Linked DNA regions of Sus scrofa: region 2 is linked to region 1. Evidence: chromatin contacts called from public HiChIP or PLAC-seq data. All regions are on one chromosome and are shown on one strand. The core of a region is the stretch at or near the end of the contact, and the rest is flanking DNA. Distances in the headings are between cores, read along the strand shown. Region 1 holds the start of MORC4 (MORC family CW-type zinc finger protein 4). Region 2 holds the start of PRPS1 (ribose-phosphate pyrophosphokinase 1).

The links. HiChIP or PLAC-seq counts read pairs in DNA pulled down with a chosen protein or histone mark.
Region 2: an H3K27ac HiChIP or PLAC-seq map of skeletal muscle shows a contact between it and region 1, with 9 times the contacts expected there. The contact joins the promoter of PRPS1 here to the promoter of MORC4 in region 1. A contact is called at or near these places in 1 of 5 promoter capture datasets (liver), 3 of 47 Hi-C or Micro-C datasets (embryonic fibroblasts, heart right ventricle and retroperitoneal adipose tissue) and 1 of 2 datasets of contacts at active chromatin or transcription factors (skeletal muscle).

Annotation. Positions count from the first base shown.
Region 1 is chrX:87,424,452-87,430,210 of Sscrofa11.1, forward strand. MORC4 (MORC family CW-type zinc finger protein 4) reads right to left here and starts at 2,845. Exons shown (of 15, transcript XM_021079789.1): 1 at 2,458-2,845; 2 at 2,268-2,340. The coding sequence starts at 2,559.
Region 2 is chrX:88,072,639-88,078,397 of Sscrofa11.1, forward strand. It overlaps PRPS1 (ribose-phosphate pyrophosphokinase 1), which reads left to right and starts at 2,223. Exons shown (of 7, transcript XM_003135301.4): 1 at 2,223-2,595. The coding sequence starts at 2,474.

The DNA.
Region 1 (5,759 bases), core at 1,595-4,094:
GCTCTGATCATGGCATGCCCCTGCTCAGAAAACTTCACAGACTAAGAGCCCAAATACCCGAGCCTCCCAGTCATATGTTGGTCCCGGTTTGCCTTTCTAACCTCATTCCCTGCTTGGTACTTGGGGTCGAAAGACCAGTGTTTGGAGTCCTGGATCTGCCACTTACTAAAACACATAACCTCTGAAAAGTCAATTAAATTCTCCAAGCCTCTGTATCCTTAGGTACAGGATGAGAATAATAATGATGATGACGTTTACCTCCAAGATAAGGTTAAAAATGTATTAGTGAAAGCTCTATGTAAACTCTGTAAGAGCAGGACTATTCGTGAACCCGATGCTCCACTTCAACTCAACTACTCAGTATTCTTCATGCCTTTGTTCAAGCAGTTGTTCCTTTTGCCTGGAATGCCCTCCCCTCCCCACACCCATACCCACATGTCCCAATCCTTCAAATCTCAGCTCAAATGTCACCTCCTCTCAAAAGCCTTTCCTAACCCTCCTCTTCCTGGTAAGCTGGAAGTCACCCCTCCTTCCTCTGAGTTCCCACAGCAGCCAAAGTGTCTATCTTTGCCGACATATCACTTCCTATTCTGCCATCATACAAAGAATAAACCTTCTGTGCATGTTCTGTCCCCCCTCCTAGAGGGTGAATCTGTGTTGTGTTCATTTTTGTACCTACCACAGCGGCCTTGCCCACAGCGAATGCTCAATAAATATTTATGGAATGAATGATTGACCAGAAAATGAATGCGTAAGTAGAGGAGAAAACTAAGGAAGGAAAACCTAAATTGAAAGCTTCGGATTACCAATTAACACTTGCTCCCCTTTTCCCTATTAATAGATCACAACCAGCTATGACTTGGTTTTAAAAATCTGTGTTTGTATGTATGCAGGCATGTATGTGTATGAACATAATACACATGCATACTTGCACTCATATGGGTCGCCTTAGGCCAGAATTAGGTGCAGTTAATGCTTAAGACAAAAATCATATGTATTCAAAATTAAAAAATGGAACACTGTTTAAATCACCCATAAAGTGCAGTACAAGGGACAGCACAGGTACGGACAGTTCTGCACAGTGCAACACACTTCTGCCTCCCGTTTCCCATTAAGTACATTGTTACTTTCCACCTCTTCTTTTCTTCTTTGTAAGTTACATGCATGCACATCTCATTCCACTGTGAAGTTTCCCTCAAGGCCTGGTGCAAAACTTTAAAAATACAGTCCCCGTTCTCTACGATCCCAAATGGGCCAAAGTCCCTTTTTCCCCTTCCCCTTCTAAGGAGCAGTCGTACATATTGTAAGCATTCTGTGTTACCGTCAAAGGACTCATCAAAGTTCCCTGCCACCCTTCCAAATCACTCTCCTGACAATCTCCTCCTGCTGCCCACTGACTTCCTGCACCAAGACAGTTCACTCTGCATGGCCACAGCGATTGCTTAAGTTGAGACTGGGGCTCATCTGGGGAGCTTTAAAACCATTTTCAAGATTTTGTTCCGTGCCACCTTGCCCCATTAAACACATCTCCCTAATTTCAATTTCTGGAACATTTGCAACGTGCTCGCTCTGCTGCTGCATTTTGTCCAGGAATGTTTTTCTTCTTTGCTCTCCACACAGTATTTAGCACACTACTGCAAAAGCTGGTGTACTTGGCTTCCAGGGATCAACTGAAAACGCTTTAAAAGCAAACATTGGTGGAGCGAGAGGTTAAGTGCTCAGTATTCATTCCAGCGGTGTGAGGGCGCTCGTGGACCACGGACCCAGCCCTCGGCAGACGCAGGGAGCCAAATGCACTCGTGTCATCTCTTAAGAGATGTCCCATCATTCCCAGACGCTCAAGTCCCCAAAGTTAAAGAACTCCAGTTTTCCAGACCTTTCTTCATGCCCCTTTGCAATCTCGGCGCCCTCCGGCTGTCGCCGGTCCCCGTGGAGCCCAGCTGCCTCGGGGCTCGACATTTTTATGCATCTCCTTTTGATTATTAACTAACCTATCCTAGAGTGCCCCGAACATCACGAGCCTGAAAGACTACACGGGATTCCTAACTCTTGAGACACACCTTGTTTCCTCAGCTTTCTCCGCGGAACCTCGTCCGTGGCAACAGAGCCAACCCCCTCCTCCGCTTGCGGAACCGGGGCCGGTCCCGACGCCCCCACCCCAGCCCCGGCCCGCCCCGCGCGGCTCCGCACATTCCTCTCGCGTCCGCGGCACCACGTTGGCACCGCTGCCTCGGGCGATCGCTGCCAGGCCCGCCCTCACCACTCACCTAGCAGCTCCGCGATGGCACTGAAGGGTCGCGTGTGGCTGCTGGAGTTGCTCTGGAGGTAGCGGGGGCTCATCTGGGGGCGAGAGAAGGTCCCGTCCCGCGTGAGGCCTCGGCCCGCCGGGCCCTCCCGCGCGCCCCCCGCAGCCCCGGGGCCCGCGCGCGCGTCCGCCCCCTCGGGCCCCCGACCTACCGTGCTCAGGCGGATCCCGAAGGCCTGCGGGCCGCCGCCCGGCCTTGCCAGCGCGCTACCCGGCGCGCCAGGGCCCGCGGGGGCCCCTCGGTACAGGAGCATTTTTTTGGCCGCCACGATACTCGCTTGCTGCCGCCGGACTCCTCGCCCGGCCGTCCCGGACTGGCCCTCGCTCGCTCCCGCTCGCAGCTGGCGGCGGCCGTCCGGGACTGGCCCTCCCTCGCTCCCACCCGCAGCTGGCGGGGGCGGGGCGCGCTCCAGCCACCTGTCCGGGGCGGGAGGGGTGAGGCCGGCAGAGCCGCGCGGTGGCCCCGCCCTGTCAGCACCTCTCCCGACCCGCCGACTGCCGGGCGGGCCGCGGGGCCGTACAGAAATATGGCGACCTCCTGACAGCCGCTCCTTGATCCCCGCCCCTAATTAATTCTTGGCGTTTGCCATAGGCCAGGCCGCCGAGCGGGAAAGCGCGGGGGAGGGGCGGGCGCGTGGGGAGGGGCGGTCGCGTGGGGAGGGGCGGGAGGGTGTCGGGATTTCTGGAACAGAGTCCCAGTAAGGCGGCGTGACTAACGGGCAGGATAAGACAAGTCTTACAAGTTCTAAAGACCACAGTTTTGCTATCTGGGGCGATAGCAGGCTCGCGTGATGGGAAAGCATTCGGACTATTTTGCTTCAAATGCCTCCAGAAGCAGCCAGAACTTTCCAGAAGGCAATTGGCAAATCATCTTCAAAGCTTTGCAAGCGTGCAGGGAGGTTGTTTATAAAAGGAGAAATTGGAATGCACTTAAATGCCCCAAAAGAGGGGATGGGTTAGGTTATGCAGTATCCATAAAATGGAATACTGTGTAGTTCTTAAAGACCATTTTTGTGGATGAAAATTTATTCGTGTGGAAAATTTTCATGAGGGAATAAAGGAAAGGAGGTTAGCACATACTGTGTAATGCGATATCTTTTATGTTGAAAAAACGAGTACATATATACATACATACATATGTATGTATTCTCTCCTCTCTTTCTCACACACCCTCTACAGTGAGAAACACCTGAAATGATGTATTCTAAGATGATACCTCCAGGTCTGGAATTATTAATCTTTTTCTTTTCATTTTTTTTTCTTATTTGTATTTTCTAGTCCTTGTACTATTAACCACATACAGATTACAGAAAAAAAGATTTTTAATTTTTTTTTTAAAAAGTTACCTGGTAGAGATGAACCTTTATTTATTTGACTATTCCTCTGTGATATTTCATGGTGGTATTGTTTTTCTTGCCAATAAAAATAGTGCTGCCTCAGACATCCTCATGTACAGATCATGAATTTCTGGTACAGTTGTTTCTACAGAATATTGTTGTGTCTATTAGTGTGTGTGCAGTTTACTCTTAATAAATACTGTAAGACAGAGGCATTTGTCCTCCTAGAAATTTGCCCTGCGAGAAACACCTGGCTATTTTGCCACCCACATTCATAGCACTAGATGGTTTTGATCTTTTAACTTTTTGCCAATCTGTCTACTATCTCCTTATTGTTTTAATTTGCATTGCCTTTTCAGTGTAGCTCAATATCGTCTCAAATATCTATTGTATATTTAAATCCTTTGCGCATTATTTACTCCCATTGGGTCCTTTGCATTTGTCTTTTTTTAGCATCATAAATTTTTTTCAATACACAAAATACAGATTATGATTTCATGAATCCCCAGGTACTTATTACTCGGATTCAAAAATTATCAGGACTTTTCTTCTTTTGCAAATTTCTCTAAGTACTTTAGAGAAAATCTCAAACATCATGTCATTTTTGCCCTATAGACTTCAGTATCCTCTAAAAATATGGACATGTCTTTAAAATATAGCCACAATGCCACATTCACTCTAAACAAGATTCATAACAGTTCTTTGATGTCCGCTAATACTCAGTCCATAGTCTGAGTTCCTCAATTATCTGAAAAAATGTCTTTTTACATTTGGTTTGTTTGAATCTAGATCCAAACAAGATGCACACATTGCACTTGGTTATGTGTCTTAAATCTACTTTAATCTAAAACAGTCTCCCCTCTTTTTTTCTTCTTTCTATTGAGTTGCCGAAGAAAGCGAGTCACTTGTACTGTGGAATGTCCTACATTCTCATTTGTCTGTTTGCTTGTTTTTGTTGGTACCTAGTTTGCTCCTCTGGTTAAAAGAGTAAGTGTAACTTAACTATAAACCATAAGATGCCCCTAAAGGCTTCATTAGATTCCAGTACAAAGTTTTTTGGGGCCACACCCACGGCATATGGAGGTTCACAGGGTAAGGGAATTTGGAGCTGTAGCCACCGGCCTGCACCACAACCACAGCAATGCCAGATCTGAGCTGTGTCTGCGACCTACACCACAACTCATGGCAACTCCAGATCCTTAACCCACTGAACGAGGCCAAAGATGGAACCTTCGTACTCATGGATACCAGATTCATTTCCACTCAGCCACAATGGGAACTCCCAGTAAAAATTTAAAGCAGGAATGCTCAGAGATTTATACTTCCTATTGCTTCACATCAGAAAGTACATACTGTCTAACACTTAGTGATGCTCAGATTGATCAGTCAGTGGATTCAGGTAGCGGCAGCCCGGATTCCACTATAAAGTTTTCCACCGACCTTTCAGTTTTTGTAGGTTCATCAATCGATGTTCATTATCTGGGGAAAAAAGAATTTTTATTAGGGCTGCAAAACAATGATAAACGAATCCCATCATTGTAATTTATTAACTGGATCCCTTTGTATAGAATCCCTCATCAACCATGGCTATTTGGTTACTATGAAATAGCCTTCATATAGAAATGATAGGATAAAAGTTTAATTCTTTATTTATTTATTTATTTTTTGTCTTTTTGCCATTTCTTGGGCCGCTCCCGCGGCATGTGGAGGTTCCCAGGCTAGGGGTCCAATCGGAGCTGTAGCCACTGGCCTACGCCAGAGCCACAGCAACGCGGGATCTGAGCCGCGTCTGCAACCTACACCACAGCTCACGGCAACGCCGGATCCTTAACCCACTGAGCAAGGCCAGGGATTGAACCCAAAACCTCATGGTTCCTAGTTGGACTCGTTAACCACTGCGCCACAACGGGAACTCCCTAATTCTTTACCTTGAATCAACAATTTTTAGGGTAAAAAGTTGGTGCCTGTATTGGATACTGTGATGTACCAGCCCACCCCCCATTTCAATAAAGGACTTTTGGGTTGAGCTGCTGAGACAACAGTTGGAAAGCTGCCTCCAGCTGTTAGCCCCTTCAGGGATTGCCTTGGGTACAGAGAGTTGCCTCACTCAAGGTCAC
Region 2 (5,759 bases), core at 973-3,472, 650 kb after region 1:
CCAGATCCGAGCCATGTCTGTGACCTACACCACAGCTCATCGCAACACCGGATCCTTAAGCAAGTGAGCGAGGCCAGTGGAACCCGCAACCTCATGGTTCCTAGTCAGATTCATTTCCGCTGAGCCACGACGGGAACTCTGGTTGGTACCCTTTCAATTGCTATTATCTCACTGAACATCTTTTCTCTTACAGGTGTGCTCCACCTGTACCACCCCAACACTCACTCTGCACCAGAGGCACCAACCTGCTCGCTATCCCTTGAACACGTTAGACACACTCCTGCCTTGGGGTTTTTGCTGTTTCCTCTGCTTGTCATTCCTTCGTGTTCTTGAGGTCTTTGCTCAAATGTCACTTGCCCAGATAGGCCTTCTCTGACTAACCTACTTCAAATTATACGCTCCCTCCCCTCCACCACCATCCTGGCACATTTTCCCACTGGCTTGCCTGATTTTTCTCTACTTATCACCACTTGATATATTATACAATCTCTTCATTGACATGTTTATTGTTTGAGAATGTAAATTCTATAAGAGCAGGCGTTTCTGATTGTTTACTGCTATATTCTCAGTGCCCAGAGAAGGGCCTGGAACATTAAAAGTATTCAATAAATATTTCAATACATATTGTATGAACAGATTCCTTGGAGGCGAATCCTTTCTAGTCCCCTCAATGCCTAGTGTACTGCCTGGTATGCAATGAAACACTCAGTAAATATTTGATGAATGAAATGCGATGGAAGTCTACTAATATTCTGCCTCGTAGTCTACATCCTTCTTCAAGCATTCCTATACACCGGGGCCTATATTAAATTCCTGAACGTGTAAAATTATGACAAAAGGTCAAAAGGAGAAGTCCTCCATGGGCATTGCTGAAAATGGCAGGAAGGGAGAGCTGGGATGATGTTTTACATGTTTTTTCTGCCTTTGCCACTTGGACAAATTCCTTCCCATCTCTGGTCTCAGTTTCACCGTATGTAAAATAAAGCTAGTAGACTAGATGCTTTCTGAAGTCCCTTCTATTTTTACAGCTTGTAGTTAGGAGCATTATGGCACTCATAACTAAAATTGTATGATTCTAAAATTGTATGATTTTTCTCTTCTAACCCATGATTTGGTATGTTTAATGAAAATGTGGTGGGAGAATAAAGGCCCTCTTTGGTCTAATGAGCAGATACCATTATAAAAATAATAAAACAGGAGTTCCCGTCGTGACTCAGCAGTAACAAACCAGACTAGTATCCATGAGGATGTGGGTTCAGTCCCTGGCCTCACTCAGTGGGTTAAGGATGGAACGTTGCTCCTAGCTCTGGTGTAGGTGGCAGACGCGAATGGGATCAGATTTGCTGTGGCTGTGGTGTAGGTTAGCAGCTACAGCCCCGATTCGACCCCTAGCCTGGGAACCTCCATGTGCCACAGTGCAGCTCTAAAAAAATAAGTAAAAATAATAAAACAGTGGTGTAAAAGGACACATTAGCAACACATAGAATATGATGCCGAGGATAATGGGGCAGGACCAAAAAACAGGTTTTCTGATTCCTTCGAGGCTCTTTATCTGAAGTCCTGTAAGCATATTTTCTCTCCTTTCCCTGGGTCAGGTAAGTCAGACCTTTATTGTTCAGACGTTTCGAAAAATTCATAATTTTCTACTCCTCTGCTTGTCTGAACATGCTTGGTCCCAATGCTAAAAACAAAATGCATCCATCTCTTGCAGTGCCTCTGGATGATTCACAGTCACTTTCCCCTTGGTATTTGTCTTCCAGGCAAAGGCGACACTGAAATTGCTTGTTTGCCCTTTGGATGAGCCTGTGCTATGGGCGTCTGTCAGTGATGCAAACGTGCTTTAATTCAGCCTCTTCCTCACAAAAAGATAAAAATCACGTTCAGAAACATGCAAACTCATGTTCAGAAATCTTTCCTTCATTCTAACGAACCGGGGCTGCCCTCCTAATAAATAGATATTCTTAAGAGAAACTGTAAACCAAAGCCAAACTTACTTTCATGTGCTGAAAGAAAAATTAAAAAAAAAAAAAAAAAAAGCGTGGCTGATTTCCCGCTTGCGGGAGAAGTCTGGCCTTATGCGTCACCAGCATCCCTCCACCCCCAGCCAAGCGCGGGTGTCTCGGCTCTCTTCGGAATTGACAGAATTGCTACAGGGGGCGGGGCTATTCCTTAGCCTCGCCCCCTTCATTGGCTTCCAGTCAGTACCTGAGACAGCCGGAGGCAGGCGGAACTACGGCAAGGATCCGCCCCCTCGCTCGCGCTCAGCTAATCGGGGTGGGCGGGGTGTAAACTTCCCTGCTGACCCCGCCTCCCCGGCTCCGGGCAATTTAGAGTCGCGCGCCGGGCGGGAATGTAAGATGGCGGAGTAGCGACGCGAAGTGCTTAGTACTGAGTCTCCGGGCCGACTCAATTCGGATCTAGGCGGCAGCAGCAGGGATCGCTCAACAAAGAGAGCCTAGGGTAGTTGGCCAAGATGCCGAATATCAAAATCTTCAGCGGCAGCTCCCACCAGGACCTATCCCAGAAAATTGCCGACCGCCTCGGCCTGGAACTGGGCAAGGTGGTGACTAAGAAATTCAGCAACCAGGAGACTTGGTGAGGATGAAGTTGGGACCCGACCGGCCTCACCTGCCGGGGCGGACAGGGTCACACTTGGGCAGCAGAGGGTAGGGGGATGGGGCCACCGCGTGAGTTCCGCAGGGCCGAGGTGGTGGGGGGGAAGGGGCAGATCGGTAGCGAGCGTGCCCCACGGGCTGTTTCCGTTATTTTACCTCTCGCGGGAGGGTCACGCTAGTTCTCACCGTGCGGTGGGGTGGAGTCAAGATGGAGCAGGAGGCGAAGCTGCTGGGTTTAGACGGCAGGGGCTGGAGGACCCAACGCGGGGATGGAGGCTGCCCTAGAGCGACGAGAGGGGAAACACGTCTAGGCTCGGCAGTGGGGACACGTGGCTTTGTCGCTTCGCTGTTGAGCCATCCAGACCGGACTGGGTTCTCTTCAGAGCTTAGGCCGGCTTGCATGGGAGATCCTACTGCGTACTGAGTCCTCCTAGGCTTTCTCCTAGAGTCTAAGAAGCAGCTTTTCAATTCGAAACGGTGTCGGTCGGATTTTGTGTTGAGGGAGATTGATATTGTGTACTGAGGGCGCCAAAATTACTACCAAGGACTTCCCTCAGATTGGCAGGCGTTGGCTCTTCACATCTTTAGAATCGGAGCCATACTTAACTCAAATCTAGTCGAACGGATAAAATGATGCATTAACTGCATCCTGATTGCCAGCATCTCAGTTGGAGCGATCCAGAAAATCTTAGGGAACCTTAATTCTGAAATCCTCGACTTTTCCAAGTGTAGCTATTGATACAGACAATGCAGAAGCCTATTTTCAGTACCAGAGGCTATCCTGAACTTGCCCACTTCTTTTGACGCTGTGTGGGGAATTTAGGAAACAGTTTTATCCCTGAATGTTATTAAGATAATCAAGGAAAGATGGAGAGGAAGGCCAGGAAGGCATAGTGCATTGCAATGAATTTTTTTCATTGCTAATTAAATTTGCTCCCTCCGAGTTCCACCCTGCTCCCCCATCTTGGGGCCCTCTTATAAGATAACTTGGTCACCTGATCCTTTATACTCTTTCCCTCTAACCAGAGCATCTTCTGGTTCTGATAGGTGTTTTGTGTTTTGTTGTTACCCCATTGATCGAATCAGAGCAGTGCCCACTGTCTTATAGATTCAGCCAGTCATCTGTTAAGGGGGAAGTTCACCCCAGACCCAATGATCAGTTAAATTAGTGAAGATTGCTTTGAACATTTTTCCCTCTATGCTTTTGTTTCCTTTTTTCTTTCTTTAAACTCATTACCAAATTGTAGCTCCCCCCATCCTTTTTAGACCCTGCAGATAAAAGCATTCATCTGTAGTGGACAGCTTCCTGCTGGATGCTTGATCATCCGTGCCATTGGTTGTGATGCAAATGATAGTGCAAACACTGATGCCATCTGTAACCAGGCAATACCTTAGTCGAAAGAAACTAGCCAAACTGCCGCCTTTAACTTTAACCACACCATTATGACTCATGGGCTGTAATAAAGACAAAACAGGACCAGCCTTTGCAAGTGGCCGTATAGCTAGGGGACAAAAATGATTTTCACTCAGAGGTGTTTTTTGGTCCCCTTAGAGAACTGTGGTGATTAAGTCCTTTTCCTGGGTTTCTAAGAAAACTACAAAGACTTTATTTTTCCTTGTGCACCCTTTGCCTGGTGCAACACATCAGAACCCGAGGCGGTATTGGGAGAGCAGAGGGGGAGAACAATTTAGTGTTCTACTGATTGATTTATTGAAATTAGCAGCAGTCCCAATCTACTTCTCTGAGATAAAGGGCTGATTTCATTTTTAAACAACCAGACATGCTTAGAAACAGCCCAGTGTGGAAAATTGCTGACTGGTTAGGTTGCCTTGTTTCTGGCTTAATGATTAGCTTTTTAGTTCCATAGATGTTCTGAAATCTTCATTGAACATAATCGAATATGTTGCCTATGGAGCTCCCCCCACCCCCCAACCTTTGGCTTTTCTGCACTGTAGAAGTGGTAACTGCTGCCCTGTCTGACTCTTTGGGCTCTAAAGGTCATGGACAGGGCAGCTCAGTGGGTGCTGTGGGTCACCAGATGCGGAACTGCAGAGCCCATCCTCAGATGAGACTGTTTTGCTCTTTTGCTACAATTTGGCAGAAGCTCAGGGGTTGATGCTCTCTTGAGTAGAGTGGCTTCTCTTCTGAAGTCAGGCTCACTCTTTTGCTGTCCAGCGTTGGAGGAAACACACGTGTATGTGTGTGTGTGTGGATGTGGATGTATGACACACAACAGATAGAGGTTAAAAGCTCAGGCTCTGGAATTGGAGAAGGTGGATTTGAATCCCTAGTCTTTCTTTGTCTCAGTAATCTCATCTGTAAAGTAGTACCTACCCAGAGTTAGTGTGAGGATTAGATGAAGTAGAAGTAACGTTCTTATAATATTGTCCAACACAGTAAATGCACACTGTTGGTAAGGGGTGGTGGTGGTATTGCAGAAAATGTGGAAAATGTAGACAGGACAAGGGGGAAGAAAGACAGCCCAAGCAATTCCACCACCCAAGATAAGTTGTTCATATTTTGATTTATGACCTTCTAGATGGTTGTGTGTTTATGTGCTTTGTTAAACAATGTAAAACAGGCTGTAGCTTTCTTCACTTAGCAATATATATTTTGAATAGTTTCTCCCCTTAATTTTTAGTCTACCTTGTTTTAAATGGTTCTATAGTCTTGTCATGGTTTTGCTATAATTTTAGATAATCAAGTCCCTGTTTATGGCCACACCTCTGGCATATAGAAGTCCTCAGGCCACGAAATGAATCTGAGCTGCAGCTGCAGCCTATGCAGCAGCTGTGCAATACCGGATCCTTTAACCCACTGCACTGGGCTGGGGGTGGAACCTGCACCTCCTCAGCGACCCGAGCCAATGCAGTCGGATTCTTCACACACTGCACCATAGCAGAAACTCCAGATAGTTACAATTTTTGTTCTAATTCTTTTATATAAAACGCTTGAATATCAATCTTTTGACCATTTCTGATTATTTCCTTAGGGTAAATCTTTAGAAGGGGAATTACTAGGTATGCACCACTTTTCAGGCTTTTTGATACCCATTGCCCAATTCCTTTCCAAAAAAGTTGAACAAGTCTCTCCATATCAGCAATAACAGTAATATTAATATTCATTAATATATGGTAAATGCT